2 separate regions of the Rattus norvegicus genome follow, and region 1 is linked to region 2. The links are chromatin contacts, called in public Hi-C maps. All regions are on one chromosome and are shown on one strand. The core of a region is the stretch at or near the end of the contact, and the rest is flanking DNA. Distances in the headings are between cores, read along the strand shown.

Region 1 (2,767 bases), core at 60-2,559, 290 kb after region 2:
CTTGCCTCTGCTTCCTGAGTGCTGGGATTAAAGGTACATAGCATTGCACTCAGCACATTTTTTTTCCTTAAAGTAAACTGAACTTGTAAATGGTTCTAAAATTTTAACTCTGGCTGGGTGGTGGTGGTACACACCTTTAATTCCAGCACTCTGGAGGCAGAGTCAGGGAGGCCAGCCTGGTGTACTAGTGAGTTCCAGGATAGCCAGGACTATGGGGAGAAAACAGGTCTCGACAAAAACCAAACCAAACCAAACAAAATAAAATTGATTTCTTGGAATCTGTCCTTTAATTTGGAATCATTATTGAGACGAGGTGACAGGCAGATCTGACCTGATGGCAGTGTTGCGGTATGGCCTGTCCAGGAAGAAACTGCTATCTCCCAATCATTACTGACACTTTCCCAAGAGTGGTCAAGCTTGTGTAACAATTTATACCTGACTCCCTTGTGGTAACTAATAAATTTAATACAGTATCAGGCTTAAGGCTATTGACTTTTGCCTTTTAACTTAATATAATTCAATTGAAATAGAATTCTCTGTGTAACCCTGGCTGTCTTGGAACACCCCCCCCCCCCCGTAGACCTTGCTGGCCTTGAACTCAGATGCCTGCCTCTGCATCCCAAGTGTTCTGATTAAAGGTGTGTGCCCCACTACCCAGCCAAAACTAAATGTATTTTAACACACATAAAGTACATGCATGGACTCTAAGGAAAGATAGCAGAGTGAAGATGTCATAGCAGAGTGAAGCACAGGGATGTCATGGGCAGAATGGCATGTGGCGCCTGGGTTTTTTAATCCTTTTTTAAAAAATCAATTTAAATTTATATTTATTTGATGTAATAAACCTTGATTATGCTTTAATGTAAAATTACTCTCACATAACACCATTTAAAAGAAATGACATATAGATGATGGAAAAAATACTTTGTGAAACAAACGTCCTATATCAAGTGCAGGAATCAAGTTGAAAAGGAATATATGGTTTCATTAAACCTACTTTAACAGGTTAGGGAAGTCGATGCAAAAATCGCACTAATTATCAAGAGAGCAAGGGAATCTCTTTGTATGAAGCATAAACAACATTTCAGGAGGCTTGCCATTTTTAGAACCAGAGATCCCACGTTGTTCCCCGCATCTTCATAAAATGTTCCTTAGAATCCCAGATAGGGTATAGAAGTTTGCCCTCTTCCAAAATGGCTGAAACGCCTACACCCTCCGCAAAGAGCATGGTCGGAAGTTACGCAACCCATAAGGCCGCGCGGCTCTTACGGTAAGAAGAGTTTCCGCCATTTTTGAAAACTGGGAAGATCCTTGCTGGAGTGGTGGCGGCCGTTGCGATGGCAGCGTTTGCGGTGGATCCCCAGGCGCCCACGCTGGGTGAGTGAACCGCGGCCTCTCCCGTGGCACAATTAGTGCGCTGTGGACCTGGAGGCGACCGCCACACGCTACGGAGGGAGCGGGGGCTGGGCACTGTGGCCGATGACATCTGGGCGGCAGTAGCCGGGATCCCTGCACTGCGCTCGGCTCTACTGTGGTCACCTGCCCCGTTCCCCGAAAGCGACCACGAGGATGGGCGGTGAACCTCTGGTCGCAGTGGTATCAGCTGCCGCGGGGCTACCTAAGTTTCTAGGTCCTGTTTTAACGTCACAAAAGAAATTTGTATATGAATGTATGACCTAGAATCAACCTGGCTCCTTCCACATCCTCCGCCCTTTACTTTGGAACGCAGCTCCATTGGGCTACTGTTGATTATAAATATTCATATCCATTATTGGGGAAACGTTCCGAGTATGCCGTATTTGGTAAAAACAAATTAACGTGTTGACACTCCCCACTCCCGCTAAGTTTTGTGAGTAATGACAACGGTCATATTCTACAACAGAAAACAAAATAACCTGTCTACAGTTTCATAGACGTACCGTAGTATTAGTTTATAACTCTCTGAGCTGGTTAAAGAGAGCAAGCATTGTATATATTGTGCAGGATTAACTTTGTAGCTCCAAGTGGCATGTAATGTTTGCCACCTTTTGGGTAAAAGTTGTTTTAAGAATAGCGTAACTTTGCTGGGCGGTTGTGGTGCACTTGGGAGGCAGCGGTAGGCAGATCTCTTGCATTCAAGGCTAGCCTGGTCTACAGAGTTCCTACCAAGAAACCTTGTATCCAAAACAAAACAAGAAGCCAAAAACAATAGGGAAAAAAGAATAATGTAACTTAATTTTTTTTAGTGCATTATAAAAACAGAACAAATAATGTTAATGATGTAGATACACTGTGGCATTAAAACTTGTTTTCAGGTTTTTGTTCTTATATTATTTAGAGATCAGGACATTTCATTAGCAGTTCTAGGTTTTTCTGTTCAACAATAACATTTTGGAGAGCATATTTTCCGGTGTAATAAATGTGAACAAACACATTCTTGTATATTACCTAGCGTAGAATTGACATTGTCTGACATTTACTGTTCAGAGTCACGTGTTGCACATTTTTCAGTTCTGACATCCTCTCAACACCTTACCAGCACACTGCTCTCTGAGTAGGACAGTGCAGGACTTACTACTTAGGGGCAGAGATTGAGAAATGGAATTTCAGACATGCAGGATGCAGTCATTAAGCCTTTATGTTCAATCATGAAGGGATGGTTAGTGACAGTCTGGCTTCCTACTTTATTACTGTGTATTTAGGTGACCTATTTTTTCTTGACCTAATTAGATTTTTATATAATGTGCAAGTGTATGGATGTGTTATATGTCCTGGGGACTGAATTTAG
Region 2 (2,700 bases), core at 120-2,619:
CAGCTTCCTCCAGCTTTCCCCCAATTCAACCACAGGGCTCAGCAGCTTCTGTCCATTGGGTGGGTGTAAATATCTGCATCTGGCTCTTTGAGCTCTTGTTGGGTCTAGAAAAACTTTATATAAATATATAAAGATTAGAAATATATTGTGGGGGGTTGGGGATTTGGCTCAGTGGTAGAGAGAGCGCTTGCCTAGGAAGCACAAGGTCCTGGGTTCGATCCCCAGCCCCGAAAAAAAGAAAAAAAAAAGAAATATATTGTGGAAAAGTGGCAAGCTCTGTGAATTGTTGTTTTGTTTTTCAGATGATCAAAGGGAAAGTAAAAGCTGGGAAAGTGGACTGTCAGGCTTACCCCCAAACGTGCCAGAAAGCTGGCATCAGAGCCTACCCCAGTGTCAAACTGTACCTCTATGAAAGAGCAAAGGTGCGTGCAGTCTCTAACTCTGCCTTCCTCCAGTAGCCCAGCCCAGAATGGTGTGTGGGAGGAAGATTTTGTCTAGTTTCCGGTTTCTCCCTTCATCTTCTAAAAATATGTCTTACTGAGATGTCGTCTTTTCTGGTATACCAAAGGATCTTAAAAGACTTTCTGGTCTGTGTGCTCTCAGTTGCCTTATAGACTTTGTGCTCCATGAACAGGAAGAAACAAAACCAAACATTAGTACACATTGTGTCTATGAATTCAAAGTTCTATGCAATTTTATATATTTTCTATTTTTTAATATAATAATGCTTTTTAAATGTTCCCTTCTAAAAAAAGTTGAAAGACATTAGTTTATAAATACTTTGAAATACACTTAGTAACAGCATTTTTGAGGGATGCTTACTAAGGGCTTAGATTATAAGTGGGGACTTTTGCTTTGGGTAAAATTGTTTGGGGGCCCTACTACTGATATGCCCTTTTCATGGTTTTTTTGGTTTTTTATTTGTTTGTTTATTTGTTTGTTGGTTGTTGGTTGGGTTTGGTTTTTGTTTGTGTTAGGTAACTTGCTTTGAGGAGCTGGCTGGCATTGGCCTCTCAGATATATCCACCTGCCTCTGAGTATTAGGATTTCATGCTTTACAGTGCCTGGCTCTGTTAGATTTTTCAATGAAAGAAACCAGAGCTCTACCAAGGTCTCAGTCAGCCAGGGTCTGTGATCACTGGTTCAAAAGTGGCATCTTTCAGCTGATACAGTTGTTAACAGAAAGCACATCAGATCTGTCCAGTCCTCCCAGGTACAATACAATGCTTTTGAACAGATCTAAGATATCTTAGCATGAATATTGACCCTTTTAAGAGAAATGAAGACACATTTTGCCTACTAAAATATTTTGTAAGAAAAGAACTGGGACGTGAGCTGATGGCATCCTTTCCTTCATGGCGTTCTTTAGTACTTTGTAGTACTAAAGGCTAAACACACAAGGGCAATGCTCTACTGCCAAGCACCCCACGTCAGTCTGGTACACACATGCACCCCACCACAGAGAATCTTTGAAACAGTGATGCGTTTTCCCAGAGACCGTTTTGTGAACATGCAGTATCATTCTTTCTAGTGTGGGTTAGCTACTTTCGTAGCATTATGCACTTGAAGAAACAGGAAATTTAAACGGCTTTGGAACAAAAGAACTTTAAGGCCTAAGTAAGCAAGCTTCTTGTGTGGAAATGTCATGTTTTGATTAAAATATCTAAAAGATAACATGAGTGTTTTTAATTTTAGAAAAGTATTTGGGAAGAGCAAATAAATTCCAGAGATGCAAAAACTATTGCTGCCTTAATTTATGGAAAATTGGAAACGTTCCAAAGCCAAGTAAAGAGAAATAAGGTGAGAGCCAAGCCTACAAGTGAGTGGCAGGCTGCCAAGATAATGTTCTCAGTGTGCATTCCATGCAAAAATGAATATTCAGAGACATTCTCACTTTGGAGAAATACAGCAGCCAACGTGATAGACTCTAGATAATGGAATGCTTGGAAATTTGTGTACTCACCAGTTAACAAAAAAAAACCCTTAGACTCCAGTGTATAGAGCAGCATCACTCATACAGCAAAATAGGGAAAGACAGCCACCCACCAACGGAGTGGATAAGCAAAAGTGGTGCACTGATACTGTGGAGTCTTGTTAAGGTAAAAAGCGAAAGCATCCATACTGCACGGTAAAGTTTTAGGAAAAAAAGCTTAGTAAACCGGGCAGTGGTGTACACCCTGGTCTACAGAGCAAGTTCCAGGATAGCCAGGTATTATACTGAGAAACCCAGTCTTAGAAACGAAAAAAGAAAAAAGAAAAAGAAGAAGAAGGAAAAGAAAGGAAGGAGGGAAGGGAGGGAGGAAGGAAGGAAGGGAGGGAGGAAGGAAGGGAGGGAGGGAGGGAGGGAGGGAGGGAGGGAGGGAGGGAGGGAGGGAGGAAATGTGCTTAATGGAATGGAGCTAGTCACAAAGACCACATAGAGCATGGTTCTATACATGTAAAATGTTAGAAGGCAGGTTAGTGGGTGCCAAGACAGGGTGAGGCTGGAAACGGCAGTGACTACTTAAGAGTGTGAAGGAGTCTGGCTCTGAAGTACAGGAAATGTTGTGAAAGTAGGTGTATAACTCTGAGTCTCCCCGGGGCTTGTACTGTGCATTTTCTAGCTTTAGTAGTGAAATACGCGAGCTGGGTTTGGTGGTGCACATCTTTAATGTCAGCACTTGGAGGTAGAGACGGGCGTGAGTTTGATGCTAGCCTGGT

What was found. A called contact is a pair of places that touch in the nucleus more often than the background predicts.
Region 1: a Hi-C map of frontal cortex shows a contact between it and region 2, with 2.2 times the contacts expected there. The contact joins the promoter of Nup35 here to the enhancer-like site in region 2. A contact is called at or near these places in 4 of 12 Hi-C or Micro-C datasets (the A7r5 cell line, the Rat2 cell line, Schwann cells and 1 more).

The regions. Positions count from the first base shown.
Region 1 is chr3:85,964,598-85,967,364 of GRCr8, forward strand. It overlaps Nup35 (nucleoporin 35), which reads left to right and starts at 1,310. Exons shown (of 9, transcript NM_001004229.1): 1 at 1,310-1,377. The coding sequence starts at 1,338. It also overlaps a transcript of Dusp19 not described here.
Region 2 is chr3:85,674,327-85,677,026 of GRCr8, forward strand. Dnajc10 (DnaJ heat shock protein family (Hsp40) member C10) reads left to right here. Exons shown (of 23, transcript NM_001106486.2): 21 at 303-422; 22 at 1,696-1,800. Among named protein-coding and RNA genes, the nearest start is that of Dnajc10, 36 kb to the left of the region's middle. Within about 2 kb of position 1,370, at least 11 of the 93 cell types and tissues checked have an H3K27ac peak or open chromatin away from gene starts, as enhancers often do.